Linked DNA regions of Sorghum bicolor: region 2 is linked to region 1. The links are chromatin contacts, called in public HiCAR-type maps. All regions are on one chromosome and are shown on one strand. Each heading gives the region's core, a stretch centred on a gene start, on an enhancer-like site or on the middle of the called end of the contact. The rest is flanking DNA. Distances are from core to core; before and after follow the strand shown. Region 1 holds the start of LOC110431730 (U-box domain-containing protein 33-like). Region 2 holds the start of LOC8062833 (protein trichome birefringence-like 12).

Region 1 (5,455 bases), core at 1,095-3,594:
AAGAGAGATGGCAGAACGTCTTGAAGCTGCTGGAAATGAGCCCCTTGATTTTTCATGCACCATCTTGGTTCTTGGTAAAACTGGGGTCGGTAAGAGTGCTACCATTAATTCAATCTTTGATGATACCAGGTTGGATACAAATGCTTTTGATTCTAGTACTAGGAAGGTTCAAGAAGTAGTTGGTATGGTTGAGGGAATCAAAGTAAAAGTGATTGATACACCTGGACTTTCCTGCTCATCTTTAGAACAACACCACAACCAGAAGGTTCTCAATTCTGTCAAGAGAATTATTAGCAAAAACCCTCCGGATATTGTTCTTTATTTTGATAGGTTGGATATGCAGAGCAGGGACAATGGTGATGTCCCTCTTTTGCAAACCATCACAAAAGTGTTTGGAGCATCAGTTTGGTTTAATGCCATTGTTGTGTTAACTCATGCTGCATCTGCGCCACCAGATGGGCAGAATGGAATTCCTCTGAGCTATGAGATGTTTGTCACCCAGAGATCTCATGTAGTGCAGCAAGCTATAAGGCAAGCTGCTGGTGATGTCCGTCTTATGAACCCAGTATCCCTGGTGGAAAACCACTCAGCATGCAGGACAAATAGGGCTGGCCAGAGGGTATTGCCAAATGGACAAGTCTGGAAGCCACAGCTACTGCTGCTTTGTTTTGCTTCAAAGGTGTTAGCAGAAGCCAATGTGCTCCTCAAGTTGCAGGATAGTCCCATGAGTAAACTTTCTCGTACAAGGATTCCTCCACTGCCTTTCCTCCTTTCTTCCCTTCTTCAGTCTCGTGCCCCATTGAAGTTACCAGAGGAGCAATTTGGTGGTGATGATGATGATCTTGAAGATGATTCGGCAGATGATTCTGATTCAGATGATGGTTCAGATTATGATGATTTACCTCCATTTAAGCGTCTCACAAAAGCTCAGCTTGCCAAGCTGAACAAGGAGCAGAGGAAGGCCTATCTTGAGGAGCTAGATTACAGAGAGAAGTTGTTCTACCGAAAACAGCTGAAAGAGGAAAGCAAGCGTCGTAAATTGATGAAGAAAATGGCAGCAGAAGCCAGTGCTCGAGCAAATGATTTCGGTAACAGCAACTTAGAAGATGATTCTAATACTCCAACTAATGTTTCAGTGCCTATGCCTGACATGGTACTGCCCTCATCTTTTGATTCTGGCTATCCTAGCCATCGCTATCGTTTTTTGGATACACCAAGTGAATGGCTTGTCAGACCTGTATTGGAAACCCAGGGCTGGGACCATGATGTTGGTTATGAGGGACTTAATGTTGAAAGGTTGTTTGCTGTAAAAGGTAAAGTTCCTCTATCCGTGTCTGGCCAGCTTACAAAAGACAAGAAGGATTGCTCCCTGCAAATGGAGGCTGCAAGTTCAATTAAGCATGCTGAGGGTAAGACTACTTCACTTGGGCTTGATTTGCAGTCTGTTGGCAAGGATATGGCATACACAATTCGTGGTGAATCGAGATTTAAGAACTTCAGGCGCAACAATACAGCTGCTGGGATATCTGCCACGCTCCTTGGGGATTCAGTATCAGCTGGTGTGAAGATTGAGGACAAACTGATAGTGAACAAGCAGCTCAGGGTCCTGATTAGCGGTGGGGCCATGAGTGGGAGGGGAGATGTGGCGTATGGAGGCCGCCTCGAAGCAACAATGAGGGACAAAGATTACCCGATTGGGCGGATGCTTTCCACTATCGCGTTATCTGTTGTGGATTGGCATGGGGATCTGGCAATTGGCTGCAACATCCAGTCTCAGATCCCTGCTGGAAGAGCTAGCAACTTGGTTGGCCATGCGAATCTAAGCAACAAGGGGACTGGCCAATTCGGGATTCGCCTGAACAGCTCGGAGCATCTTGAGATCGCACTCGTTGCTCTCGTGCCAATATTCCAAAACATTATGAAGCTGTTACAGAATTATTACTCAGAATCTGGCTAGTATTTTTTCCATTTAAGCCTGAGAAAACAGTGAGCAGAGCATCATAGGTTAAAATCTAGCATAAATTAGAACTTTTTACTTTCAATTTATTTTGTTCTTTTGTTACCAACTTTTGTAACTATGCTCTCCCTGGGCTCTTTCTTTTTGTGACAGTACTCATCTAATGTAAGGCTTTTCCCTGAGCTCTTTCTGATGAAGCTGGATTGGAGAATTCATCGTGTCACTTTGTCAGATTTCTGGGCATACTCTATTGCTATATTATATTAACATCTGAATCCTAGTGCATTCCGAGCCTTTTTTTTTTTTCAAAAGTTGGATAATTGTAATTTTCCAAGTCAGAGCGAAACAAACGAACCAGTCAATGACGTTTCACAGAAATTCCTCCTGAAAACGAGTCACCAAAACTGCTTTGTTCGTTTGAGCTTATCAGCCAAATTTACTAGCTATTTAGCAGTTTTTTTCTGTCACAACAAATCTTTCTGTCTGCCTTCCGGGCTACACGTTTTATCTTACCAGTAACTACGGATGCTGTCACATCTGATGGGCTTGTCCAGGAGACTTTTTCGTTCTTTTTCAGACGGCCCCGGGGCCCGGGGGAGGGACGTTGACAAGTTGCGCGTAGCTGAGAAGATTCCCTGTTTCGAGGGGGCAGAAATTTCCATCTCCTTTTCTGCGCTTCAGTCTCACCGCAGATGAGTCGCCGCCAAGGTAACGACTCCTACAATCTTCTTTTTATTTTTATTATCTACCTCTACCTTCTGATCCCATGCTCCTATTCATAAATTCACGCGTGCTTTTAGGCTACCCGGAGTCTAGTGAGACTGCACGAAATTCTTATGAGCTCTGCTCTTCTCAGTTCTTAATAAGTTCCTCTGAATATTAACTAAGGTCTATGGCTGCCTCTGGATATCTTTTACTGCATGTATGAGCGTACCTGACGCCATGGCTCCAGTGTTTTTGTGGTGCGATAGCCTTGCTAACTGTTCTTCTTCCTGAATTTGTTCCCCATGGATAATAGCTTGCTCCGGTTTTGGTTTCCGTTCTTGGCACGGATGGGAAATAGAAGCCAAACCTCCTATCACCTAATTGATAAGACCGTCAGGCATGGACATGCTAAGACCTTTTTCATGTAGTTACAGAATTAGATAACAAGTAATCCTTATCCCTTACTCTTAACTGCTTATTATAACATGATTATTTTGTTTCAGGTGCTAGCTCAAGCTCTTACAGTGTATCATCATTCATGTCCGATGAATTGGACTACTCAGATTCGTTGTCCTTGCACGAGGACAGCAGTACCGAGCACAGTGGCTCTAGGTCGGAGCTTCTGTCGTCCCTCTCAGTTGATCTGAAGATGCCCCCAACAGAACATGTTCAGAGTCCGGCACCTCATAGAGATCTGGTTTGCACCAAACTTAGCATCCTGGTTCTTTATTGAGCTGTACCCTGAACTGTTTCTTTTGGTGGATGTTCATCAATTGAAGCAAGTATCCTTTGTGATGCATCTGTAACTTATGGACAGGAAGATATGGATTTTGATGCCGACTTGCAAGATAGACTTCAGAAGGCCTTTGATGAGATTGTCAAGTTGAAGAAAGAAAACCTTGAAGAGTCTTGCCAGCGCCAACAGGTTGAGAAGGAGCTCCTAGTCGTCCGCAAGAAAGTAAACTTCTTTTGCATTTTTTTTGTTCTGAACTTCGTTTGCATTTTTTTTGTTCTTACTTTCTTCACTAATGTATGTTTTTAATCCACACTCAAGTATGGAAACACATTATAGTGTCATGAGTAAATTATTGTTGCAATATTAATCTGTCACTAGGAAGCACATGTTCCATCCATCCTATGTACATAATATCTAGTTAATATTTTTTAAACTATATCTAGTTAATATAGCTACCTTTTCAGGCTAAGAAACTACAGGATCACCTCTTAAAAGAGCTACAGCACTCGAAAGGATTTGAGGAAGCTCGTGCTGCAGATCAGCGCTTGATACAAAAGCTTAAAAAGGATATTGAACTGCTAAAGATCCAGCGTGATGAATATCTTGAAAAGTTTCATCAGGCAAGTGACCAGATCTTGCTTCAACCTTTAGGAGCAGCTAAGGAAGCTCATGAACAGGATAAACATGAGATAGAAACACTGAGAGAAGGAATTAGTCAGCTTAAGATCCACCGAGACGAATACCTTGCAAAGTTCCAGGAGAAAAATAAGCCCAAGTTGGCGCCGGTGCAGTATGTTTCTGATACTAATGTTATAGAAAATGATTCGGAATCATACAGAACTTCCCTTGACAACCAGTTGTGGCCTTACAGGGACATTGCAGTCAGATATTCTGAAGGACACACTCAGTTTACCTTGGATCAGCTGAAGCTGGCAACTGAAAATTTCAGTGAATTACTAAAAATTGGAGAAGGTGGGTATGGACGTGTCTACAAGGGCACTATCTGTGACACCGCCGTGGCCATTAAGATTTTACGTCATAATGAGAACCTCCAAGGCTTACTGCAGTTTCAACGCGAGGTAATTAAAGTAGGATGTCGCAATTCCATGTTACTAGTATTTATGTAGAGGTTATGCAAAGTGATACAAAATTTGTGCTGTCATTCCAGGTTTTGATTCTGACCAAAGTGAGGCACCCGCATCTTGTCAATCTCTTAGGAGCATGTGATGAAGTGTCAGCTCTTGTGTATGATTATTTACCAAATGGAAGCCTTGAAGACCGTCTTTCCTGCAAGGGTAACACCCCAGCGCTGACATGGCAGGTCCGAACAAGGATTATTGGAGAGATTTGTTCTGCGCTAATCTTCCTCCACAGTCATAAGCCCAAGCCTATTGTCCACGGTGACCTTAAGCCTTCCAACATCCTCCTTGATGCTGATTTAGTGAGCAAGCTTGGAGACTTCGGCATTGCTCGATTTCTTGTGCCATCCGACACCAGCACCATGGTCCATCTTACTGACCATCCAATTGGGACAATGTTTTATTCAGACCCAGAATACATGGCCCACGGTGAGTTGACCCAAGGATCAGACGTCTACTCGTTTGGTATCATCATCCTACGCCTCTTAACAGGGAGACACCCAAGGGAGATAGTGAAGAGAGTGGAGGATGCAATGATCAATGACGAACTGCACACCATCATCGACAGATCCGCTGGTGAATGGCCCTTTGTTCAGGTGCAGCAGCTTGCGCGTATTGCTATGAGATGCGCAGCAGAGAAAAGGAGGCGGCGCGCTGACCTTGTCACTGATGTGTGGCCAGTGGTTGAGACAATGATGAAGAATGCCTCCTTATCAGCATGCCCCTCAACTTCTTCATCTATTCAGGATGAAAGCAGCGTGCCACATTACTTTTTGTGCCCGATTCTGCAGGTACATGTGTTGCTTCACATTGAATCCTTTTATGTCCATGATAGTTACTTTCATCCATCAGAAGTTGTGCTGACATATATTCATATGGATGCTGCTAATGAGATCAGAAGGTCATGAAGAATCCACA
Region 2 (5,455 bases), core at 1,742-4,241, 140 kb after region 1:
TGCAAGTATATGGGTCTTCGGAGTCGGGTCCCCACGGGGAGTGGGGACGGGGGCCTGCATACCATCTCCGGCCCCGTGAACCACGATATAGACAACTTTAGCCCCGTTTAATTTCTCATAGGGGCAAAATTTGTACCATCTCTGTCCCCTAATGGGTGAATTCTTCACGGGGAACCGGAGAACATGGCCCAGTTGACATCTCGAGCTGCTACCATTGTTATCACGAATGGCAAGGTGAGAAGAGGGTTACAGCTAGGGACTGAGGGAGGTAAGGCGCTGGCCGAGGATTGTGTGCCAAGGCCCGAGGGGCAGGTCGCTTGTCGTATGCGGTCCATGAGTTTCCTACTAAGGGTGACGTCGATTGCATGACTTCCGTGACTTTTCTTCTCACATCGATTGCGAGGAGGCGATTGCATGGAAGAAAAAGGATGATCTCAAGACAAATATCGCACCAAAAATTATTCATACTTATTTTTTTAGTTGTAGGAGATCTCTCATACTATGAATTTGAGATAGTCTTGTATGTGAACTTAAGAAAATTATAGAATCCCACCTATGAATTTGAGATAGCCTCATGTGCTAACTTAGAAAAGTTATAGAATCCCAAAGATAAAGGCCAAAAGACCAAATAGCCCCTTGCCTTATCTTCCGCTTCTCATCAGCCAGAAGCAAAAACGCACGGGTCGTGGGCAGCGGGCTCGCAGCTGCAACTAGGTCTAGGATAGAGCGAGGATAAAAAAAAAAAAAAACTAGGATAGAGCGGGGCGTCGGGGCGCATCCGCCGCCGCCGGCGTCGGCAGTACACGCGCGCAGGGGGCAGAGGGGATTCGGGGGCTCGTTGCGTGGGGCGGCGGGGCGCATCCGGCGGCGGCGCGGGGGCGGCTGCGGCTCCCGGCCGCGGGGCTCGGCGCGCGCGGGGCGGCGGCGGCGGCGCCCTCCGCCCCTCCCCAATCCTGCCCCAGGCCCCAGCCATCCGGCGGCTGCGGATCCTCGGCTTTGCAAAGGTGGCCGGCGGCTGGGCCCCCAGCGACTCAGGGCGGATCCATTTGAAGTTTCAATTACCCCAGCTCTGTTCTGGATTATCCACTGCTGATGCCCCAAGTGAAGGCCGCCCCTACGCTGGTGAGCTGGCTGCTCCCGGCAGCGCCTGCCATTTGCCCCGCATTGGTGAAGCTCAGAGCCCGGGGATTCTGCAGCCATGTCTCTTTCCGCTCGGTGTCTCAGATTTCTTGCTCGTCAGAGTTATCTGGTACTGATAGAGGTCATGGCAAGGAGATGGAGGAGTCAGAATTCAGTGACGAGATATATGCCGAGAATGGCGCTGAAGAGGACGATGAGACAGAGGATTTAATTTGGAGCAAAGAAGAGATTGATGCTATTTCGGCGCTCTTCGACCGGCCGATGCGCCAGAAGCCCCTGAAGCCGCCAAACCCCGCGAGGCAGAGGGCGCTCCCATTGCCACTGCCGCACAAGACGAGGCTGCCCGTCGCTCCTGCGCCGAAGCAGCACGTCCGCCTCGCTGCAAGAGCGGGGCTCTCTTCTCGCGCTTCCGTCAGCGACCAGGTGCGCAAGAACCCGGAGTTCCTCCTCGGGATTTCCCGGGAGATCGCCGTGCTTCCTCCAGAGCACGATGTCTCCACGGTGCTCGACCGGTGGGCGAGGTTCCTCCGGAAAGGCTCCTTGTCACTTACCATTCGTGAGCTTGGGCACATGGGGCTCCCAGAGCGCGCGCTGCAGACATTGTGCTGGGCTCAGAGGCAGAAAGCTGTGCCATTGTTCCCTGACGACCGGGTTCTTGCTTCGGCCATCGAAGTTTTGGCACGCTTTGACCAGCTCAGAGTGGACTCTGCGCTGGAGCAATGTGTCCCCACGGCCAGCCGTGCCGTTCTTGAGGCCATGGCGAGCGGGTTCATCAGGGCAGGGAAAGTAGATCGTGTGCGCAAACTCCTGGAACTTGCAAGGATCAATAACAGGACGCTGCACCCCAGCATCTACGTGAAGTTGATGTTGGAAGCCACCCGGACACCTGAAGGCTATGGGCTTGCATCGGCATTGGTCGATGAGCTCGGCGAGAGACCGGACTTGGAGCTGCGTCCGCAGGACTGCACGGCTGTCATGAAGGTCTGCATAAAGCTCCGACGGTACGCAGCTGTCGAGAGCCTGTTCAGCTGGTTCAGGGAGTCCACTGGTAGCCCCACAGTGGTGATGTACACGACAGTGATCCACAGCCGCTGCCGTGACGGGAGGCACCGCGAGGCGCTGTCCCTGGTGTGGGAAATGGAGCAGGCAGGCTGCCTGCTTGATCTGCCGGCCTACCGAGTTATTGTCAAGTTGTGCGTGGCATTGCAGGATCCAGAAAGGGCTCTCCGCTATTTGTCAAGGATGAAGGAGGCTGGGTTCATTCCAACCGGCGACATGTACGACAGTCTGATCGAGGGCTATTTGGCAGATGGAAGGCTGGCCAAGTGCCGACAGCTGATCAAAGATGCCGAGTCGGCCGGCGTGAAGCTGGACAGGAGGCTGCTTTCGCAGTTGTCGGGAATCGGAGGCAGACATCCTTAGTTGACTCTGATGAGTGTTGTTGACATGTGTTATGCACGGGTAGAATCAGGACAGGAACACCAAACTGTGTAGAAGCAAATTATCTGTAGCATTTATTGTAGAGTAATAGCAAGTGTAACTTGACAGAAGATTGTGAGCTATTCTTTTGGTTGTTGCCCAGTTACCCTTGTACTTTCCAGTAAAAATCCTGAAACTGCTAATGCATGCATGCAAGTTCCTCTTCTGACCATGCCATAAACAGTCTCTTTTAAGCTCTTAATCGATGCAAGAACTGGGTTTCTGAAGCTGTAGCTTCAAGACTGCCCAGTCAGCAGTGATGAATTTGTGTAGTTCGATGCCAGGAGCCCAGGAGACTGCTCAATGCTGAATTTGTGTTCATCCTTGAAGAGAAAGCCTTGGAGTCCTGACAAAATTTTTGGGCATACTTAGAGACACCAGTGTTCACTGTGACTATGATCACAGCATCAGTGCATCGAACCGTAGAAAAGATTTGTAATTATACCTAGTGCTTTTATTTGTGCTGTAACATTTGTTACCCTCATTGTTGAAGGAAGCACCAGATTGCAGAAGCAGGTTTTCTTGTCGTTGCTGCCGAGTTCCGCCTGTACTTCTCAAGCAAGCGATGATTTCGTGACAAGGATGAATTTGGTTGCTGCCATGAGCTTAAGCTGAAATCCTGAAACTGCTAATATGCCTGCCTGCAAGTTAAACCTTTTGCTGCATTCTTCCTTCTAACCTTACAAAGTTACAGCGAACAAGTATTTGTCTCTTGTAAGCTTTTTTATCACTCGCAGCAAGTAATGAACATCTGAAGCTGCACCTTCAAGATTGATCACTGCTGAATTCGTCTACTTTTATTTATGCCAGTGGACTGATCAATGCTGGATTGGTGTTCATCCATGGATCCGGAGAGGTCTGATAATGTTGGCATACTTTGGTTTGGTGACCTATTACCATAACTCTATGAGCACGGCATCACTGCATCGATCGTATCTGGGAAATAGTCTTGACACAAGAAATTTGCTTTACGCCACTTGCAAATTGCAAAAGCTGCAGAAAGCCAAACCAGCAAGGGTACCCAAACGGCAAGAACATAGAAAACGTTTAGATCGAGAGACCAGAGGGAGGGGAAGGGGAGGGAAAAGGAAAACTGAGCAGGAGGCCGGTGTCTGGGTGCCCGCCGTCGCCAGAGGCGGGCACAATGCCGCGTCTCCGCCTCCCTCTGGTCCTCCTCCTCCCCATAGCCCTCACCCTCCTGCTCTTCCTCCTCTTCCCATCTTCCCCACGCCCGCGCTCGCCCCCGCCGCAGCCGCTCCCCTGCGGCGCCGCGCTCTCCGATGCGGCCGACGGCCGGTGGGTGCCGACCCCGTCGCCCGCGCCGCCGCCACTCTATTCTCCGTCCTGCCCCTTCCACCGCAATGCCTGGAACTGCCTCCGCAACGGCAGGCCCCAGCTCCCGGCGCTCTCCTGGGCGCCCACCCGCTGCGGTGGCGCCGTCGTACCGAGGATCGACGCCGCGGGGTTCCTGGCCGCGGCCAGGGGGCGACGGATTGGGCTCGTGGGTGACTCACTGTCTGAGAACCTCGTTGTCGCGCTCCTCTGCGCGCTCCGCTCGGCGGACGACGGCGCCCGCAAGTGGAAGCGGCGTGGCGCGTGGCGCGGAGGGTACTTCCCGAAGGAGGACGTCGTCGTTGCTTACCACCGCGCCGTCCTGCTCGCCAAGTACACGTCAGTGAGTGCTCTATGCTACTGATAGCTGCTGCTTTACCTGTTTGTTTAGTTTTTAACATAGCAATAATTAAAAGAGCAATCCTTCTAGTACTTCTCTGAGATTACCATGAATGGTACCTAGACTAGATAAGAGGTGTTAGCATCCTCTCATTAATGCATTGCCTTGGATGCAGAGAGCGCAGTTGCAAATTTGTGAGTAAGGAGGGCAGATAGAAAATATGAGTTTATCTATCTACTACGTTTGCAGTAGTTGTAGTTTTCTACATTGCAGCAGTAGTTATATCTGAGATGAGATGTTTCAGTTGCTTGGCTTGTTTAGGATACAAACATGCGTCCGAGAAGAGTTCTTAGAAATTGGAACAACTATTGAAACATTTAAAAATGTAAGACTGCAGTGCGGTGCCATTACATGAGGTAGAGGGCACGATCTGAGTCATGTGGGGAATTCTATAAAAAATGATCTTCAAGGAAGATGCACATGCAACAAACACGTACTGCATTCCCATAGATGACTAGAAAGCACAAAAACAACACACACATTTTACAATTCAAATTGTTCATGTTTTTAAAAGGGGCTAATTGTTGATGATCGGTAAACCATAATTCTATTTCTAGATGTATAGGAAAGATACTCCACTAGTGGTGCATGCTGCAACACAGTTCACTAAAAAAATTATTTTACACATTAGCCAGCCTGTGTTTTCAACTTTCTCACCATAATTAAACTGTTCTGATCCATAAGCATGCAAAATGTCTGTTTTATCTTTTTTTGCCTTTTTTCTCGAACGACACAGAAGAGCTGTGTGGCATTTCATTAAGAAGAGAAAGAATACAAGGAGAGGCCAGCAGCCAAGTCCCAAGGATATCTAGTTACAGATGCACCACTTACAATAGAGACTCAACCTCGACCAAGCAGGCCTTGATCTAGATGTCAAGGTTAAGTGACCTGATGAGTAGTTAGTGGAGGTTAAGTGACCTGATGAGTAGTTAGTGGAGAGCTGATGCACCAGCCAAAGACCACAAGTTACTTCCATTTGCCACTGCCTGTAATACTACCGAAATACAAGGCCTTGCACCCTCAAACAACACAAGCATTGTGATGTTTCCATATCTCCCTAGACAGAAGGATGATGAGGGAATTCTTCTCTTTCTTGATATCCTT

Evidence for each region. HiCAR-type assays count read pairs that join an accessible place to other places.
Region 2: a HiCAR-type map of leaf shows a contact between it and region 1, with 4 times the contacts expected there. The contact joins the promoter of LOC8062833 here to the promoter of LOC110431730 in region 1. A contact is called at or near these places in 1 of 4 Hi-C or Micro-C datasets (leaf mesophyll) and 1 of 1 datasets of contacts at active chromatin or transcription factors (leaf).

Annotation. Positions count from the first base shown.
Region 1 is chr1:59,001,119-59,006,573 of Sorghum_bicolor_NCBIv3, forward strand. LOC110431730 (U-box domain-containing protein 33-like) reads left to right here and starts at 2,345. Exons shown (of 7, transcript XM_021451179.1): 1 at 2,345-2,665; 2 at 3,166-3,359; 3 at 3,480-3,620; 4 at 3,863-4,188; 5 at 4,270-4,477; 6 at 4,567-5,328; 7 at 5,436-5,455. The coding sequence starts at 2,650. LOC8058121 (translocase of chloroplast 120, chloroplastic) reads left to right here. Exons shown (of 2, transcript XM_002464931.2): 2 at 1-2,168. The coding sequence ends at 1,957.
Region 2 is chr1:59,138,804-59,144,258 of Sorghum_bicolor_NCBIv3, forward strand. LOC8062833 (protein trichome birefringence-like 12) reads left to right here and starts at 2,992. Exons shown (of 4, transcript XM_021447815.1): 1 at 2,992-4,294. The coding sequence starts at 3,764. It overlaps LOC8062832 (pentatricopeptide repeat-containing protein At2g01860), which reads left to right and starts at 897. Exons shown (of 1, transcript XM_002464938.2): 1 at 897-2,791. The coding sequence starts at 1,093. The coding sequence ends at 2,562.